Regions from separate parts of the Mus musculus genome. Here region 1 is linked to region 2. A link is a contact called in public HiChIP or PLAC-seq data. All regions are on one chromosome and are shown on one strand. The core of a region is the stretch at or near the end of the contact, and the rest is flanking DNA. Distances in the headings are between cores, read along the strand shown.

The links. HiChIP or PLAC-seq counts read pairs in DNA pulled down with a chosen protein or histone mark.
Region 1: a contact with region 2 is called in a FOXA1 HiChIP or PLAC-seq map of pancreatic cancer cells. The contact joins the promoter of Cyp27a1 here to the promoter of Ptprn in region 2. A contact is called at or near these places in 1 of 39 promoter capture datasets (neutrophils), 1 of 115 datasets of contacts at active chromatin or transcription factors (pancreatic cancer cells) and 1 of 9 other capture datasets (adipose tissue).

The regions. Positions count from the first base shown.
Region 1 is chr1:74,712,233-74,716,107 of GRCm38.p6, reverse strand. Cyp27a1 (cytochrome P450, family 27, subfamily a, polypeptide 1) reads right to left here and starts at 2,573. Exons shown (of 9, transcript NM_024264.5): 1 at 2,217-2,573. The coding sequence starts at 2,477.
Region 2 is chr1:75,261,341-75,265,680 of GRCm38.p6, reverse strand. It overlaps Ptprn (protein tyrosine phosphatase, receptor type, N), which reads left to right and starts at 1,473. Exons shown (of 23, transcript NM_008985.3): 1 at 1,473-1,677; 2 at 3,308-3,358; 3 at 3,541-3,654. The coding sequence starts at 1,554.

The DNA of each region.
Region 1 (3,875 bases), core at 1,324-3,823, 550 kb after region 2:
TCTCACTACTGCTCTGACCACATGACCTCTCTCTTCCTTGTCACAGGCAAGCTCGTGTCATGTGATGCCACTCGCCACAATACATACAGTAACAAGACCTGAATCAGAAGCTAGCTAAATGGAGCCATCCATTTGGAGTTTCCATTTCCAAAATCGTGAACAAAATAAACCTTTTCTTTACAACGCAGTCACTCTTCAGCGCTGTGTTACGGTTAAACCAAACAGCCTAAGATTCGGGAGCAGATCATGACCAAAGGAGACTCAACTATAGGAGTTCTCCACCTCAGCATGTAAGACTGTTTAAACGACAAGCCAATGCTAACGATACAGAGCAACACATGGTCTTCCGCAGTGATGCTGTTGCCCTGTTTTAAGGAAGTGCCACACTCTCCTAACTCACAGCAGCCCCAAGCACAGGAAGTGAGGATTAATGTATTCCTCATGGGCAGCTCAGATTCATACGATCAAGATGTTTAGAGTCCTGACACTGCCGCCATCTGTACCTGTTTAAAAGGCCATTCACAGGGCTGTGTGGATGGAGCAGCAGGCAAGTTTTCTTGATGCTCTACATGGGACCTGAGTCTGGTTCCTGGTACTCATGAACTACCTGTAACTCCAGTTCTCACAGATCCTCCTCTGGTCTCTTCATACAAACAGACACGAACACTCAAACACACACACACACACACACACACACACACACACACACACACACACACAGAAATAAAATAAATCATTAAAAAAAAAATCTACTTCTGGGCCATGATGGTCTTTATATACAGAATCCCAGCACTCAGGAGGCTGAGGCAGGAGGAAAGAGTTAAAGCCAATCTAGACTATATAGGAAAACATTGTCTTAGCAAACAGCCAAAACTCTATATATTCACGGGTTTACTTCCCCATTCTCCTTACAAAGCTATCTAGAATTACATCTTGAGCAAATCCCCCTGAGGAAGCTTCAGTCCCTAGACCCTAGGCATCAGGCATTCCCCAGGCCTCTCAATTTCTAGAGGTTGAAATCAAGCTAGAGAACTTAGAGGACCTTTCAACTCCTTTGTTTCTTGGCCTAGAGATTATCAGGTCTGCAGGAAATAGCTCATATTCCCTCTCTCTTTGTGTGTGTCTCTCTATCTCTGTCGTCTCTCTCCCTCTCTCCCTCTACCCTCTCTCCCTCCCTTCCTCCCTCCCCCCTCCCTTCTGTTCTCACTATGTAGCACTGGCTAGCCTATGTAGCATGGGCTAGCCTGTAATTTATACAGATTCTAATGCCTCTCCCTCCTGATTTCTGGGATTAAAGGTAAGTGTTGCGCCACCATGCCAGGCTTCCTGCTTGCTTGCTTGCTTGCTTGCTTGCTTGCTTGCTTGCTTGCTTGCTTGCTTACAATTTGTATTCTTTTTAACTATGCACGTGTGTGTCAGCAGGTATGTGCTCATGAGTGCATGGTCCTGGAAGGGCAGAGACATCAGATTCCCCTGGGTGGTTGTAAACTGACTGACAAGGGTGCTGACTGACTCAGGTCCTCTGGAAAAGAGAGATGTCCTCCTAACCATGGAGCCCTCTCTCCAGTCCCAGGGAATGGTTTGTTTTGCTTTGTTATTTTAAATCATCTCTCAGTACCTCCTGAGTCTGACAGGGATAGCTACACAGACAAACTTTCCTGGCTGCTGGATTTCTCTTTCTCTGTCCCCATCCTCACCCTCCTCTCCGTCTGGCAGGGTGTCGAGGTGCAATTACATCAGAAATTCCTTTGCCTGCTCCCTAATGTGTTTTCTTTCACTCCCTGAGAAGCAATCTTTTTTTGTTTTTTGTTTTTTTCTTCTGTGGACAAATGTGTCCTACAGATTGCAAAGTAGCTTCCAAAGTTAACTCCTTTGGAAGAAGCAGGAGGGGAATGGCATCTCTGAAGTAACAGGGTTCCCCCAACACCGGGCACTGTATACACTAGCATGAGTCATTCTCTCCCAACGCAACCTCTTCCTTTCCCAACTTGTGCCCACCACATTGATGATGATCTCTTGATCGGTGACACCCATCGCCTGTTTTAGCTCAAAGGATTCTCTCTGCACCCTGCATGCCCTTCCAGTTTATGGCTCGAGCCTCAGACAGTGGCGAGCTAAGTTCTATTTACTGTTTATCCCTCTTCTCTCCCATAGCCAGCTTCTTTTTCTGTCCCAGTGCCCAGACCCAGGTGGCGATGCCTCTGTCCGATGGTTACCTGGAGGTCGGGCAAGTGCAGCACATAGCCTTGTAGAAATAGCTGGAATAAAAATTGTAGCGTTCCGGTCCCCGGAAGCTCCGCCGGACTCCGCAGGCGCGGCCGGTCTTGACCTGTTCCTGGACCCTCCGTACTCTCCTGTGCCTGGAGGGCTGCAGGGATCGTGGCCTTGGCTCTGGCCCCTTGTGGGCAGAGGCCACGGCCCACCACACGCGGGTCCAGGAGCGTCCATCTCAGCCTCGTGCGGCTCCACGCAGCCATGGATCGTGCCCGAGAAGCCAAGAGTTTAGATCCAGAGACTATGAGCCCTATCCAGGCAAGGAGGCAGACAGAACTCGGGCTTTGCGACCTGGCGACTTTAAAGGCAGAGGTGGTCCCGGGGCGGGCCAATAGAGGACTAGCCAGATCCTTTCATAACCCCTTCCAATCAGGATCTGTCCTGAACACACAAACGCCGCCTTCTCCAGCTGCAAGACCTCTACTAAGAAGGCAGGCAGAGGTGGACAAGATGAACTAGGGAGCTCTCTGGAGTTAGCAGCCTCCTCATCCACGGACTCTCAAGAACTTCGCTGGCTCTCAGTCGTGAGATGGAGCACAGCAGTCAACTTCCAAGTCCCTCAGGCCCCACCCAGCTAGGCTTGCCTTTGCTTGACCTGCAGAGCGCCATCTCTGGTGTCCCTCACTTTCCAGATGGCCCGGGAACGCGCTGCTGTTCCCCAGAGGCTGAAGCTGATTGTGGACCTGGGACAGCAGTCACGTGAGGCCCAGAGAGGAGGAAAAACAAAACAAATTGCGGTATTAGGGATTTTTTTTTTTTAAGAGTATCATTTCTGCTTTTGAGAACAGATTTGGGGATTTGATTTTGTTTTCTTTTTCCCGTTTTGTTTTGTTTGAAGACGTGTAGGCCAGGCTGGGCTCAATCCTCCACCTTCCTGCCCCAACCTCCAGAGTGCAGGCATTAAGGATTTTGAACCAGTTATGGTTGCGCAAGCCTCTAATTTCAGCATTTGTGAGGCAGAGGCAAGTGAACTCTGTGAGTCCCAGGTCAGCCTGGTCTACATAGCAAGTTCCAGGTCAGCTAGAGGTAGATAATCAAACTCTGTCTCAAAAAACAAAAAACAAAAAACAAAAAACAAAAAAACTAAACTAATAACAACAATTTTTTAAAAAGAGGAAGGGCTGAAGAGATGGCTGCTCTTCCAGAGGGGAAGTTCACAGCCTCCGAAACCCCTCTGTGTGCACCAAGCATGCAAGTGGCACACAGACAATATGCAGGAAACACACCCATACACATACCATAAGTTTTTAAATTTGTATTTTTAAAAAGGACTGCCTACCTACATGGCCTGGCTTCAGACTATTCCAATAAAGCAAAAAGAATAAAATGGGACAGAAAATTTGCCCCAAAGGGGGAAAAATAACCAAGTGTTGTTTCATGAACTGTTTTATGTATATTGGAAGTTTCGTTTTCTTTTGTTGTTGTTGGGTTGTTTGGTTGGTTTGAGACAGGGTTTCTCTGTGTAGCTCCAACTGTCCTGGACCTTGTTCTGTAGACCAGGCTGGAACTCAAGAGACCTGCCTGCTTCTGTCTCTAAGTGCTGGAATTAAAAGTGTGTACCACCGGGCTGGTGAGATGACTCAGTGGGTGAGAGCACCCAA
Region 2 (4,340 bases), core at 224-2,723:
CTACCATAAATATTAAAAGGAAGCAAACACACCCCAAATGTCAATAACTGTGAAGTCTAGATAAGTGGTTTTTTTTCACTAAACCATTTTGGTTTTTTAATTCGCTTTATAAAGGCCTCTCTCTCTCTCTGTGTGTGTGTGTGTGTGTGTGAGAGAGAGAGAGAGAGAGAGAGAGAGAGAGCAGAAGACAACATCATAGAGTTGATTCTCTTCTGTCTTTATATGGATTCAAAGAATCAAACTCAGGTCATCGGGTTCGGATAGTGAATGTGTACCTGCTGAGCTATCTCACCTGACCCATATTGTCTTAAAAACAAAACAAAAAGAAACAACGACTAGAAAGCAAAAGGATAATGCAATTAATTTGAACTTTAGAAAACTCTGTAGCTTACTGGATAACTAAGAATATTAAAAAGCCACTGAGGAAATTACTGTGATAAGGCTGGGGGGGGGGAGGGGTGGTTTGATGTGGCGTGTACCTTATGTAGAAATCATAAGATCGTCAATAAGCTTGAGACAGGAAGCTAAGGGACAGCCAGAGCTAATAACAAATGGCAGTACTCACCAAGTGCAGCTGGGCAAGCAGCAAGGCTGATGTTCGGAAGCACAGCAGGATATCTACAGGCGGCGACGATTTCTGGGCTAATTCAAATGAGCTGACAGAGAAGATGCTAAGTATTCCCAACACAAAGAAACTATAAAGGTCTGAAGTAATAGATACGCCAGGTATGTGGATCTGGTCATTACACATTGCATACATCCGTGTACATGTACTGACTGTCACTGTGTACATTTGTGTATGATTGCTTTGTACCAACTAAGCGAAAAGCAAATACTAAAGAAGGTAACCGTTTCAAGAGTCAGATGAGTAGATTGCAAGAGGAAACGAAGTTAATGCGTAGGAGTGTTTGCGATATGCAGGTCCAGGTCTTGCTGCAGTGTCTAATTACATAAATTCTCACCACTACCCTGTGGGGCAGGTGCTTTTTGGCTTCTTCAGACAAGAGTAAGCAACTAGCTCATCCCTTGCTATCCCAGTGCGAGTGCCTAACCATCTCTGATTTTTCAGGAAGACGCCAGTAGCGATAATGGAACCATGGTAAGAGTTCCTGTTCTGATCTCTTAAGCTTCTTGTATCACGGTTTATACTCCCTGGCCCACGTATCTTTCCTGTTCCCTATAGTACTTGAGTCCTTCTCACCAAACCTGAGCCAGGGAGACAGAGGCGGTGGACCTGAAAAATACAGGTCAGGAGTGGGTGGACCCAGTGGGAATTCTAGGGAGGAACCTACTATATGGTGGAGGAGGCTTAGGTTGAGTAGGTCCCCGGCTAAGAGGGGGCTCTTACGCCAGTATGACGCAAATAGGCATAAGAGCCGGGGGTGGAGATGTCGTCATTGCACGCCTGCAGTTGGCCGGGTCGCCTCAAGAGGGGCAACTAGACCCCGCCTTGGAGGTGGGTGGGGAGTGGCAGACTCCGCCTAGGCTCCTGGGCTGACTCCCACCAACGTCGCCGAGACTCTGGCCGGAGAGAGAGCTCAGAGCCGGGAAGGATGAGGCGCCCGCGGCGGCCCGGGGGCTCCGGGGGCTCCGGGGGCTCCGGGGGCCTCCGGCTGCTGGTCTGCCTGCTGTTGCTGAGCGGCCGCCCCGGGGGCTGCAGCGCCATCAGTGCCCACGGTCAGGAGAAAACTTGATGGGGGCGGGGGGAAGCGTCGCAAAAGCAAGAAGCTCGGGTAGGATAAATGTTGGAAGGCGGCGGGGGGGGGGGTGTTTGTAGGGTGAGGAAGATGAGAGGACATGAAGTGAGATGAAGGGAGATGGAGGTGAGGAAAGGGGCGTAGGCTGGGAGGTGGAGCCGGGATTCGCAGGCGGGACCTGGAAAAGTGGGCTCCAGGGAAGACTAGGTACAGGAGGAGGAGCGGGGGTGCACGCGAGTTGAGAGATTTAGAGGGACTACAGGACCGTGGGAGAAGCCAGAGGCATCGGGGTGGAGACCCGAGATGGAGAATCGGAAGCCGAGAAAGAGGAATGGGCGACCACCGGTGGCAGGAGCCTCTCCACTGTTACCCGACTCCAGCTTCCCTGTAGGACTGGCTAGAGACAGAGCAGGATTTATCTTTTAAGTCTAGAGAGGCCATTTGCTCGAGTTGGTCGGCTATAAGAAGGGGAACACGCAAGGGGAGGGAACGGAAGAGGAGTAAAAGGGGAGGGTCCTCTTCTTGTCCCCTTTCCCACAGCCGGGCCTGGTGCTGACTCACATCTAAGCGGATATAGTCAGCGCTGACTCATGGGCCCGGGATGGGGGTGGGAAGGTGGCGGTGGGGGGAAGGGGCGCAGCCTCTCCATCTGGCTCCCTCTTTTCCCACCTTGGCTTGGGGGCCAGTGCACGGTACTTCCTGTGAGGCCAAGAGTTAACAAGACAGAGCGGAAGGATGAGCCACTCCTTGTCCTGCCACCCTTCCCTTGGTAAACGTCTCCTTTCCCGACGTGCCATTAGCTCCTAGGTTCAGAACCATGGACAGCGCCATCAACTCTGCCTGGGACAGGCTGCCCCAGAATCAAGCACCGGCATCCCTTCCCTACCACGCGGGGGTGGGGGTGGGGGGGTGGGAGGGAGTGCTGGAGCTTCCTCCTCTAGTTCCACGCCACTAGAATTGGGATGCTTTGAGAGATTTGGGGAACCACCGTTTCCTTTTGAATTTGGCCACGAACTCTCCCACAATGCTACATAATTTACCCTCCCTTCCTCCCACATTCCAATTCCCACTTAGGCAAATTGAGTCATTAAAGACTGAAACTAAGATCTTCAGACCCCAAAGCTAGACCCCATACTTCCTCAATAATTCTTGGCCTTGGGGCTTGAGAGATGACTCAGTCAGTAGGGTGCTTGTCATACAAGCATGAGGGCCTGAATTTGGATCTTCAGCACCCATATGAAAATCCATGCGTAGTGACTGATGTCTAACCCCAGTGCTGGAAAGTAAGAGAGTCAAATCCCTTGCGTGTGCTGAGTGAACACTAGGTTCAGTGAGGTACCCAGTCTTGAAAATACAAAATGTGGAAGATACCCAACATTGACCTCTGGCCACATGCACATATATAAATTTGTATGAATATATATGCCAGGGAGAGAGAGAGAGAGAGAGAGAGAGAGAGAGAGAGTTAGTTAGTTCTAGGCTTCTTCCCTACTGTCCTCCCGACTTAAAGCCTTCCTTAGAAAGAAGCAATGGGGCCATATCTCCTTCCTGTTTCTAAACCATCTGACTGTCCTCTGTGTTCTGTGTTCTGAGAATCTTCTCTTTCACAGGCTGTCTGTTTGACCGCAGACTTTGTTCGCATCTGGAAGTCTGTATTCAGGGTGAGTAGGGCCCTGGCATAGGATTCCAAAGACAAAAATGGGGAGGGAGAGGTCAGCTGTGAGGAGAGCAGAGAAGCACAACTCTAAAGCTAGAGGAGGTGGAGAGAGCCCTGTCCCTCTGCAGCCTGGGCTTTGGGAAGCTTCCTGCAAAAGCCCTGACAACAAGACCTTTGTGCTTTTAGATGGCTTGTTTGGACAGTGCCAGGCAGGAGTGGGGCAGGCACGGCCCCTCTTACAAGTCACTTCCCCAGTTCTCCAGCGCCTACAAGGTGTGCTCCGGCAACTCATGTCCCAAGGTGAGGTCTGGTTGCATTGGAACGCAGAGATTGGAAGTTGGTGTGGGTGGGAAGTAAAGGGCCACCTTACCCAAAGCTTTCTATTCATACAAATTAATCATTATATCCATTCACGAAGCCCCACCTTCTTAGATTTTTCTAGATAAGGGGGCAAATAAACACAATGATAGGATCCCAGAGATGGGGTTCTCTGGAGTTGCACACAGAAAGCCTGCAGGGGAGGTTGCTGGAAATTATTTTTTAGGTTTGTTGGAATTTCGCTTGCTTGTTTGTTTTGAAACAAGCTCTCACTGTGTAGCCCAGGCTAGCTCCAAATTTATTATATCGTCCAGGCGATTCTTTTGCTTTAGCCTTCCATGAACAGGACTACAGGCATGTACCTCTGCATTCAGCTTCTATGTATGTCTTAAGAAGTTTACTGCAACAAATGGTCCCTTGGAGGAGTTAACTGTAGCAGGAGCACAGACAGTTCTAATGCATGGAATAGATGTTTGCAGGTCCCAAGACATGAGTCATGAGTAACCCAGATTATGAATCCAGAGCAGGATCTGGGCATAGTGCCAGGCAACTGTGATCCTAGCACTCAGGGGACTGAGGCAGAAGAATCCCCTTGAGTTTCAGGTCATCCTGTGCTAATGAGACCCTGACTCTACATAAATAAACCCACAGAAGGAAGAATGGAGGAG